Linked DNA regions of Sus scrofa: region 1 is linked to region 2. A link is a contact called in public Hi-C data. All regions are on one chromosome and are shown on one strand. The core of a region is the stretch at or near the end of the contact, and the rest is flanking DNA. Distances in the headings are between cores, read along the strand shown. Region 1 overlaps CNOT2 (CCR4-NOT transcription complex subunit 2). Region 2 overlaps MYRFL (myelin regulatory factor-like protein).

Region 1 (5,665 bases), core at 980-3,479, 330 kb before region 2:
GCCATGGCACCAGCCCCACACTAGAAGCTCCCCTGAGATACTACGGCAGGGTTGACACCATAGCTCTGAAGTTCAAACTCCAGCAAACGATAAGAAAGGAGTCCAACCAGAACATGATAAACGATGGGATTCTTCTGCTCTTTGAAAAATAAGGAAATCATGCTATAAAGATCTGAATGTCCAGTTTCAACATTATGACTCCCTGTTCACAACTTCAATACTCCCCAACCCCAGATTCACCTCTCAGACTGATTCAAAGTGCTAATCAAAACAAAGGGAGTGCAGGGCAAGGTGCAAGGCAGTACTTTCTATAAACTTGCACGAAGAATACGAAAGGATAAGGCTTACCTGGCCATCATAAAAATGTCTAAGACAATATATTAAAATCCTCTACCTATCTGCCCCCTGAATACCTTTTTGCTCTCCTATAAATCTAAGGCTCTCATACACATTAACATCATCAACCAGCAGAATGACAGCTGGACTACTTAGATGTACTTACATTCCTAAAAATGGACCACTGAGCTTTTTAAAACCCAGGGATAACTTCTGGTATAAATATATTCATTAGGAGAAAACTAATTTCTTAAAAGTGTTCCACTTTGATAAAAGCAAATAAGGATCCCCTCAATTAAAATAACTTTAGTCAAACTAGATGGTAAAAAAAATCTCAAAGACTTTTAAAGAAATCAGTCTAAGTATAGGACTTAAACTAAATGCGACATTAATTTTGTTGAGACTGTGAATCCTCATTTTATAATATAAAAAGTAAATACTGATTCAGAGAAAACTAGATTCTATTATGACTACTAAAGCAAATAAAAACAGACGCTCATTTTGTTAAAGATAATATCTATTCGATAACAAATATTACTGAAGGTGGCAAATGTTTTGAAACAGTAAATTAAAGAGGAGTATCAGAATCCCGAATTATATTACATAAATCAATTAAAAATGAGAAGTATTCCTTCAGCAAGGGAACACAGGACCTTTAAAATTCTTCTACACATCTGGCTGTATAAATTAATTCAATAAATATTCGGTGAGTATCTACTATGAAATGTGCTAAATATTTACAATTATATTATTATATACTTTATCCATCTGAAGCTCAGAATAAAGAACCCAAATCAAAGGGAGTGAAGAAGAAAACACATTCACAATGCTCCTGCACTATTACTCTGGCCTCCAATGTCTAATTAGTGAACTTACCCTTCATTACCTCTAATCTCCCACCACTTCTCCCTTCTCTTACTGTGTTCCTGCCACACTGCCCCACTCCCCTTGCTATTCCTCAAACACAGAAGGTATACTTCTGCCTCCAGGCCTCTGCTCTTGTACCCTCTAGGAATGCTCTTCATGGCTTCACCTCACCTTACTTCAGGTATGGAGCCATTCTATACCTATATTCTATGTGAGGACTGCTCCACCTATTCTCTTTCTAAACTACACTATCCCTCTCCCAAATCTCTAAGGCATTCTTTATCCCCTTTCCTATTTTGATATCTTCTTCAAGGGATGTATCAACATACAATATATAATGCATTTTATTTATTTGCCTGAATGTCTTCTTATGCTTTAAAACATCAACTTTATGAGAAGAGAATTTTTTTTTTTTGAGGGGGCGTCTCTTCATTATTTCTCCATGGAATCTGGAACAGTGCCTGGTACAAAGTAGGTCCACAAGTTGAATGTGTGTGTCCTTCTCTCACTCAATTACATGTGGTTATCTGAGAGTTATTTGACAGTAACTAATCAAATGCAATGCTTATAGTACATGTGAAAATTTTATGAGCCTAACAATTATTTTAAAGTAACGGAATTATGTCAAAAATTAATGTTAATTTTTATGTTCCTAAAAATATATGAAAAAAATTGTTTTATGCTTTTTCCCGCTGAAATTGACAACCACTTCCAAAATACCTAATAGACTACCAGACACCTTCAGTGGCTAGAATGCCATACCATGAGAAGTACCAAATAATGATTTGGAGATTTAATTTTTTTTTCTATTTTCAAACTTTTTTTCAAGTTAGAAAAAAGTTTAAACCTTTTTAAAAAAAGCTTCAAGAGTATTTCAGGTTTAATGGTTTAATATGGGAGATAATACATGACTCTCTTCCGTCAAAAAAAAAAAAAAAAAAAAAAAAATCCCACTAGAAGAATTATACTACTTAGAGCCACTGGGCTGCACTGTAGTCCATGGGAATATGCACTCCGTGAAGTGTAGTGCTGGAACAGTTTAACACAGTGGGCCTGGTACAAACAAGCACTAACATGTACTGAGTACTTACCAAATGATAAGCATTTTACATGCATTACTGCAATTAATCAGAACAAAACCTCTATAACATGTGCTTTTACCTCAAACTGAGGTACAGAAGGGTATGGGCTACAGACTCACATTAGATTGAAAATATTTCTCTGCCAGTTACCATGAAGAATACCTAGCCCCTGCAATCCCAGTAAGGTACCAAAGGTTTCTTCTCCAGAAAAATCCAAGTGGATGGGCTCCAAACTTGGCTAAGAGTACAAGGGGTGAAGCACAGGCTTGAAAACTGAGAGACAAAGATCTACATGCTGAACTGTGGGATCCTCAAGCTTTCTTTCCTTAACCTGCTTACAGAACATGATCTATTAGATATAAGAACCACACTTCTACCCCACCTACTCCCTACATACTGCCTACCTGTGGAAAACTGAATTGCTCCAGAAAAAACAAATGTCCTAACACTATCAAAAATGAGGTCCTCCCCAATGAAAAGGCTAGCTCAACTACCTGTTAACACAGTGTCCACAAATGTTTACCCTTTCTTAAAAACTTCTTTGGAAATAATTTTAGATTTACAGAAGAGGTGCAAACGTAGGACAGAATTCCCATATAACCTCACATTTCCCTAGTGGTAATATCTTACCAGTACAAGTATCAAAACCAAGAAATTAGCTATTTACTAATAACTTTACACAGATTTCACCAGTTTTCCACTAACATCCTTTTTCTATTCTAAGATCCACATTCTATTTAGGTGTATGCTTCCTTAGTCTTCTGCAACCTTGGATTTTACCTCAGTCTTTCACACACTGATGTTATCAGTTACACCATATGCAGTAACTATACTGCAAGACATCCTGCAATTTGGTTACATCTGATGTTTTCTCATGACTAGACTGGAGTTATGCATTTTTAAAGCCGCAGAGGTGATGTGTCCTTCTCAAATATGTATGATGGATATATTCCAGCAGATGACTGCATGTGAAAATAATATGTCTTATTACAGGTGATAATAACTTTGTTCTTGGTTAGGACGGTATACTGTAAATTACTATTTTCCTTTTAAAAACAACAAATGTTTTGAAAGAAGTACTTTGAGAGCATGCAAATGCCTGTTTGTCCTTATAATTTCTCCCCATCCACAAATACTGCCTACAGCACCTATTAATGTGATGTTCTAATGATGATTTTCTATTTACTTCATTTCTTCTATACTGTATTTGTTAACTAGAATGCTTCTACAAGTAGACAAGTCTTTTAAAGATCTCACTCTCAAATATGAACAAATTGTCAAAGATTTCACCTAAGAGGCCCAACAAGATACAGTTAAAAAGTGAAGACTATTGTCTTAAAATCAGAGTCCTTTACTCTGTAACAATCACATTCTTTCAGCTTTATTACACTGACTTTATCCCAGTAGGGAAAACAAACAAACAAACAAACAAACAAACAGGTTTAAAATGTCATATGCCCCAAATAGTCTTTCTCAGCACTTTAGGCCCTGAATAAGAAAGACTTACACTTTTCTTTTTCTTTAAAAAAAAAAAAATCTTCCTATTTTCATTAACAGATACACAATATCTTTAATTTACAGAATTACGTTAAACAAAGAAGGGATAATACACTATGTTATAGAACACAAATTTCTGGAATAAGGAATACTAATTAGTAAAATTATTATCTAACCAGAGATGTTAAATGGACACTGTATTTAGGGGTCTATTAGTTTCCAAGTAATCTTAAAGAATTCAAGGGAAACCGTTCAATTAATCAGAGCTATGATGACTCCATATATGAACTGGAAATTATTTACTGACTTGCACTGTTTGATGTTTCTTTCCAAATGACCTCCAAGTGCTGAGAACAGGTGTAATATTTCTGTGTATTTCACATCCAAAGTAGTCAAACCTTGACTGAATACTGATACAAAAGCTTATTCTACCAGGAATGGTTTTTCATCCATCTTCTCAACCAAAATATACTTTTAAAAAGTGAAATGTTGAGACTTCTACTTCCACCCAAGATGGAGTAGGAACCCTCTCCCCTTCCTCACCTAAAACAACTTTTAAAAATGGGCAAAATATATTAAACTATGGTTTTCAGATGCAGGATGTCAGAGAGTAAAAGACAATGATCCCTGAGAGAAGAGAAAGCATGATGTGAACTCTACATCTGCCCTTGCTTATTGAATGGAGGGGTTTCCAGGATTGCAATGCAAGGAGGAGCTTGGTAGAGGCCAAAAATCTCTCTGAACTGAGGAAGTGTAACTGACAGTCCGAGTAGGCTAAGGCAGATAGAGTTTTTAGAAGGCTAGAGGACTAAACAAGAGAGAGCTACAGAGAGAAAAGAGTTCTAGATATTTGGAAAGGACCCCTCTTGAGTCTTTGGCTAACTACTGATGAAGAAACTACCAGAGACAGCAGAAACAATCTTCAGGGCTCACACAACTGTTCCCTAAGCCGGAGCAGAAAAACATTATAATGTGCAGGCTATCAGATGGAATACTCAGAAGAGTACAGTTGCAGTAGCTGGGAAAAATTATGAATACTAGACTAAAAGACTATGGTGGGTCTTTGTAATGAAACTTACCATTAAAAAGGGAGGGAAGGGAGTTCCTGTCGTGGTGCAGTGAAAACGAATCTGACTAGGAAAAATGAGGTTGCAGATTCGATCCCTGGCCTTGCTCAGCGGGTTAAGGATCCGGCATTGCCATGAGCTGTGGTGAAGGTTGCAGACGCGGCTTGGATCTGGCATTGCTGTGGCTGTGGTGCAGGCCAGCAGCTACAGCTCTGATTTGACTCCTAGCATGGGAACCTCCATATGCCCCTAACGTGGCCCTAAAAAGCAAAAAAAAAAAAAAAAAAAAAAAAAAAAAGACAAAAAGGGAGGGAGGGCATCTCAAGGGGCTCAAACAGCTTCTAAGTAACTTAACTGCTCCCCAAAAAAGTTTAAGAATATTAACATAAACAAAAAAACGTATAGCACTGAACAGATAAAAATTCCAAGGACTGGCATCCAAGCAAGTTTCCAGGCATGCAAAGAAGCAGTAAAATTATTAAAATACATAAATGGCAAACCAACAATCAATAGAAACTGACCCAGAAATGGCACACATGATAGAATAGACAATGACACTGTAAAACTGCGAACTGTAACTATGTTTTTTATGTAAAAGAAAGAATAACTGACGTAATGAGGAAAAAGACTGGTGGAGTTCCCTGGTGGTCTAGCAGTTAAGGACCCAGCACTATCATTCCTGTGATTCAGGTAACTGCTGTGGTGCAGGTTCGATCCCTGACCCAGGAATTTACACATGCTGTGGGTGTGACAAAAAAAAAAAAAAAGGTTGGTGAACTTAAAAACACAACTACAGGGAGTTCCCATTGCGGCTCA
Region 2 (5,973 bases), core at 1,541-4,040:
CAAGGAGAATCTGAAAGAACTCTGCTGGGGAATGCTCCCCAAAACAAAGAGCTAGGAAATCAATCTCTTCTTTGGAGTAAACTTTAATTTCCATTAAATTGGTTGATTTATAGTAGGAGACCAGAATATATTTCCAAAGCTGTTCCCCCCCCCCTTTATTTTTGTCTTTTTGCCTTTTCTAGGGCCACTCCCGTGGCATATGGAGATTCCCAGGCTAGGGGTCCAATCAGAGCTGTAGCCGCCGGCCTACACCAGAGCCACAGCAACACCAGGTCAGAGCTGTGGCTGCAACCTACACCACAGCTCATGGCAATCCGGATCTTCGACCCACTGAGCAAGGCCAGGGATCGAACCTGCAACCTCATGATTCCTAGTCGGATTCGTTAACCACTGAGCCACGACGGGAACTCCCTTCCCCATTTTTTTTTTAGTGCCACACCCAAGGCTTATGAAAGTTCCCAGGCTAGGGGTCAAATCAGAGTTATAGCTGCTGGCCTACACCACAGCCACAGCAACACAGGATCTGAGCAGTGTCTGAACCTACACCACAGCTCATGGCAATGGTGGATCCTGAACCCACTGAGGGAGGCCAGGGATCGAATCCACATCCACGTGGATACTAGTCTGATTCATTTCCACTGAGCCACAATGGGAACTCCTCCAAAGCTATTTTGATTGACAACTCAGATGAACATTTGCTGGATCCTGCCCACCATTCTCTCTTCAAGGAGAATTCTGACAACCCCTCCTAGAAGCCTGAAATTCATCTACTCCAACCTTCCTACAATCACCCTTATGTTAATGTCTGCTCTGGGGAGAAAAGACTCTTAGGTCTCAAAATGAATCTGGACTTGCTAAATGCAATTTGCAGGTCTTCCTGTAATGTGGTCAGGTCTTGTAATGTCTTTAGTTGTCAAATTTTTCTTCCTTCATTCTGGAACTCAAACTAACAGACCCAGGCCATGGTCTAACAGGGCACACCTGGATTTTTGGTAGAATGTAAACTGGTCTGCCTTCTGCTCAATAGAAGATGCATATACCTGTTTAGTGCCCCCTAGATCCTCAGGGCAAGTACTGTATTCTGGGGACACAATGATTCAAACAAAATCGTCAATTTTTTTTTTTTTTTTTTTTTTTTGCTTTGATTTAGGGCTGCGCTCGAAGCATATGGAGGTTCCCAGGCTAGGGGTCCAATCGGAGCTACAGCTGCTGGCCTACACCACAGCCACTGCTCCGAGGGATCTGACCTTCGTCTGCGACCTACACCACAGCTCATGGCAACACCAGATCCTTAACCCACTGAGCAAGGCCAGGGATCAACCCCCCGTCCTCATGGTTCCTGGTCGGGTTCGTTGACCGCTGAGCCACCACGGGAACTCCCTCAAAATGTCATTTCTTAAATTCTGTTTTTCTCTTGGGTGGTTTAATCGTTTTATGATTAAATGAATTGAAAAGTCTGCATTCATTGTCACTCTGTGTTTGGGGGTTAGAATGAAATAATTTCAATAAGATATTTCCAGTTTGAGGGGAAGATGTTATTACTATTATTTTTCTTCTCATTATTTTTATGGTAACCCTTGTGTTACCCAACACACATATAGCATAGGACGTTCTCTTTAACCAAAAATTTTGGCAAGAAGAAAGCCATTGAATCTGAAATACAATCTTTTTTTTTTTTAATTAAAACGTAGTGAATAATATGACACCTCATCTATACTAAGTATAATGTATTTGCTTAGTATTCATACTGGATATGAGTTGCAAAAACCTTTGACTTCTCAAAGTCATCATTATGAGTTCAATTATAATTGTGCTTTGGGTATGAGAAGGTGCCCATTAAGAGAGCTGTGGTAGTAGAAGGTTAGGCGGGGTCTCCCTCTCACTTTGCTGCTCTATAGACTCGCCTGGCAGCCAAAACATAGCTTTGCAGGAGCCGTTGGCAGGAAATGGAGAACCCTCAACACCAGGTAAATTATTTAAAATATGCAGGTGACCAGCAGACTGCCTGACTCAAGCATGAATTCCACAGCCCAGAGTGGCACTTTCATGATATCCAGTCTATGCTAACTCTGAAAAGAAAGGCACCGTCTTTTATTCCTCCTTTGAGGAATCAGAAACAATAAGCCCCTTAGGTCTGCAGACCGGGTTACATCAGATTAGCTAGTGCCGCGAAGCAATCCCGGGTTACATCACATGAGGTTCACCACCCTGAACCTCGGGAACCTTGGCTCATGACCAGAAGGGGCCCTAGCTGCCTTTGTCCCAGAGGAGCCTCTGTTGCCACAGCTTAGATCAGGCCCCACAAAAATACAGCCCGGGGACGTGCATGCTGGCAGGCACAGAGCTGGCCCCCAACCCTGAACAGCTGAACAGTTGAATATTACATGTTTTAGCTCATTTCCATCGTGACTTTACTTCCATGACAATTTAGAGACACAGTTTCAGGAGCTCCACTAATAGCTGGCTAATTATTTTTCATTGCCTCAAAGAATTACACAGAGGGCCCTTTGTTTCAGAGCAGCTCAAGGAAGCAAAGGTAGACTCACTTCCCCAAACAGGCAGATCTTGTCCCCAGTCCTAAGTGTAACAGCTGTGTAAGTGGATGTGCCCATTTGAAAGGACCATTTTTCCTCACCTCCTGTGCCCTTTGAAAGAACCGTAGCAAAACAGCCCCTCCCAGGGCTGCCAGGCTGGTGGTTACCTGTTACCTCATACCCCTGGCACCTGTGGTGGCCAGCATGGCCTCACACAGCTGCAGCTGCAGCTGCCAACAGCCTTATGTTTTCGTGGCTGCCAAGACACCCGTCAGCAGCTGTGACCAATCATTCATTCAGCAAAACATGCTGAGCCATTACTATGTGCTGGGCAGTGGCCCAGATGTCCCTGGGGTCACCCATCCTTTGAGCGCGTGGAAAGCCTTCCTATCTCTTTTCCTACCCTGTAGGCTTTGGGGTCAGGGGAAACTGGGTTATAACCCAATCTCCATCATTTACAAGCTTTGTGCTCACAGATGCCTTTCCCTCTTAAGCCTTAGTCCTTCTGGGTATGAAAAATGTAACGTAAATGCAAAACTATGTAAAATGATGTCATCTAGAAATTATTTAGCCCAGGGCCTACAATATACTGTAAAACCCAGGATTTTTCAAATGTGGCACTATTGGCACTTGGGCAGGGGGGGATAATTATTTATTGTGGGGGCTGTCCTGTGCATAAGGCATTGAGCAGCATCCCTGGCCTTTACCCACTAGATGCCAGCAGCACCTCCCGTTGTAGCAACAAAAAATGTTTGCAGACATTGCCAAATGACCTTTGGCAGACAAAAGTTCTTCCAGTTGAGGACCACTGCGTAAAAACTAAAATAAGAGTATTTGCTATTACAATCATTATCTTTATTGTCATCGGCAGCTGAGAAACTGCATGCTTCATGTGCTCCATTGAATATGCAAAGTCTACCTACAGGGGAAAAAAGTATGTGGGTCCAGAAAAGTCAAAGAACTGAGCTTACCCTTACAATGATCCGTTCGGAGATGTGGGCAGACAACAGGTAGAACTGGTCTTGGTTAGCAGCATACAGTCCGACCACCAACATGAAGTATCTAGTTCAGAAACAGTAGACCAATGCCAACACATCAGGAAACAGAGACATAATTTGTGTAATCAAATGATCAATTGTGAATTTACCCAGATGGGTTTGTGTATTTAAAGTCTGCATGTTTAAAGATTTTCTCTTCTGCTCTATGTTGTCCCTCCTTTGAAACCAGATGTGAATGGATCCACTCGCTCTTGTTCTGGGTCTGCCCTTTGTCCAGTTTGAGGGACGTGTAAGCAGTTTTGCAGGCTCAAAGCAGCCTTCACTGGGCATGCATCCTGCTGGAGGCGTGGGCTCAGCCCATCTGTGCTGGCCTGGTCAGGTTTTACCCTGCTGCATTCTTAGGCCCTCAGCACAGCATGGCTCACACACTTGCACAACAAAAAGCCACCTGAGAGGTCCCTTTGTCCAGAGCCACCACCCAAGCCACACATCCCAGGCCTTAATGGATGGTGACCCAGTCACACAGGCATCTTCCTGAACTGATCTGCCCTTGGCTGTGTAACCTGTACCTTTCACGTCCTCCAGTCATGACTTTAGCCAAAGACCAGAACCCTCCCTTCTAACTGTTATTAAGGCAATCTTTCTCACTGTTATTCTAATTGCATCTTCGTGTGTACCATTGATGAGACATTTTAAAGATGAGATCATTTCTTAAAAATAAAAAATAAAAGTTTTATCAGAAAAACTTTTGCTTTAAGACTGCATGGAAAAATAAACTTCACCCACTTCTTCTCTTGTCCCTGGAGAACAAGAGTTCTTCCCTGTATCTACAGTTTGTCAGTAATAGTAATAATTGCCATGGGGGTTCCCAGGCTAGGAGTCGAATCAGAGATGTAGCTGTCAGCCTACGCCACAGCCATAGCAGCACCAGATCTGAACTGTGTCTGTGACCCATACCACAGCTCAGAGCCGTAATTTCATTTAGAACCCCCAAACAACCTTATTAGACTAAGATATGAATACTGTTCCCACTTTACAGAAGAGGAAAATGAGTCACAGAGAGATTAAATTTCACGCTCCAGGTCACCCAGCTAGTAAATGGCAGGATCCAATATGCAAACCCAATTCTGTCCAACTCCAAAACCTCTGTTCTAAAGGCAAGGGTTCTTAAGCTTGAGCATGCATCAAGTCACCTGGGGGCTTCTTAAAATATAGATTGTGGGGCCCCACCCTGAGTTGTTGATCCAGTACGTTTTCAGTGAGGCCAGAAAACTTGCATGTCTAATACAGTCCAGATGATCTCATCTCTGCTAGTCCTGGGACCACATTAGGAGAACCACAGGTACAAATCATTAATGCAAATTTATTTTCTTTTTTAATCAAAAAAGACTACCACAGGGCTCCAGGATTCAGGACGTTAAACTAGTGGCCAGCACACAGAATTTGAGAAACGCAGTCAATCCCCAATGCTCAGCCAGGAAATGAGACGTGAACATAGGATCCCTCTAGAGGATCACAGAGAGAAACAAGACAAGCCGACTAGGGGGCTGGGCAGGAGAGAAGGAATCGCAGGGAGTGAGGACGAGGAAAAGATGTCTAAGGGTAAAGATGTGTCAATGAAGGGAAGAGTCAGAGAAGGGAGGAAAGCGGCTGAAGGAGGCCCAGTTTGCTGGCTGGGGGGCCTCTGGAGGGCCCTGGGACTCCCACCCCCGCACCCCGCCCCCAGTAACGTAGCCAGCCAGCCTGGGTATGCTCGCCACATCAGTACCTCTGGTCAGGATTTGGCTTTCCCTTCTTTCTCATGTTATTTGCTGTGGTTTCACTGAAGTGTAATCGGCCCAGCGTGACTTTGGTGACCTGGTCGGCCAGCAGGTCGATTCTAAAACAAACAGCAAAAATACCAAGAGAAGAGTTCCCATCGTGGCGCAGTGGTTAACAAATCCAACTAGGAACCATGAGGTTGCAGGTTCGATCCCTGGCCTTGCTCAGTGGGTTAAGGATCCGTTGATGCCGTGAGCTGTGGTGTAGGTTGCAGATGTGGCTCGGATCCCGAGTTGCTGTGGCTCTGGTGTAGGCCAGTGGCTCCAGCTCCGATTCCACCCCTAGTCTGGGAACCTCCATATGCCTTGGGAAGTGGCCCTAGAAAAGGCAAACACACACACACACACACACACACACACACACAATACCGTGAGACTGTAACAGAACATAGAGTCTTTGATCATATCTGATTCATTCTTTGACTCTCAAATATGTTCAGTCCTGTTAGGTGGAAATTGCCCAAAATGAAACACAAAGTTGCAAGACAAAAATAGCTGGAGAAAAGGTTAAATTGTACCTACAATGTGTATCTTCCCTGTTTCTTACTCTATCAGGAATCTGTGCTAAAAATAGCAACTACTCCTTTCCGTATATAACTAGCTGCTCTTTAAGGTGCCTGG

The links. Hi-C and Micro-C count contacts between places; a contact is called where the count stands out from the background.
Region 1: a Hi-C map of adipose tissue shows a contact between it and region 2, with 2.7 times the contacts expected there. A contact is called at or near these places in 9 of 47 Hi-C or Micro-C datasets (adipose tissue, embryonic fibroblasts, fibroblasts and 4 more) and 1 of 2 datasets of targeted methods (skeletal muscle).

Annotation. Positions count from the first base shown.
Region 1 is chr5:34,486,510-34,492,174 of Sscrofa11.1, reverse strand. The region is part of intron 1 of CNOT2 (CCR4-NOT transcription complex subunit 2); the gene reads right to left. Among named protein-coding and RNA genes, the nearest start is that of CNOT2, 18 kb to the right of the region's middle.
Region 2 is chr5:34,152,323-34,158,295 of Sscrofa11.1, reverse strand. It overlaps MYRFL (myelin regulatory factor-like protein), which reads right to left. Exons shown (of 25, transcript XM_021091985.1): 9 at 5,301-5,411; 10 at 3,506-3,596. Among named protein-coding and RNA genes, the nearest start is that of MYRFL, 87 kb to the right of the region's middle.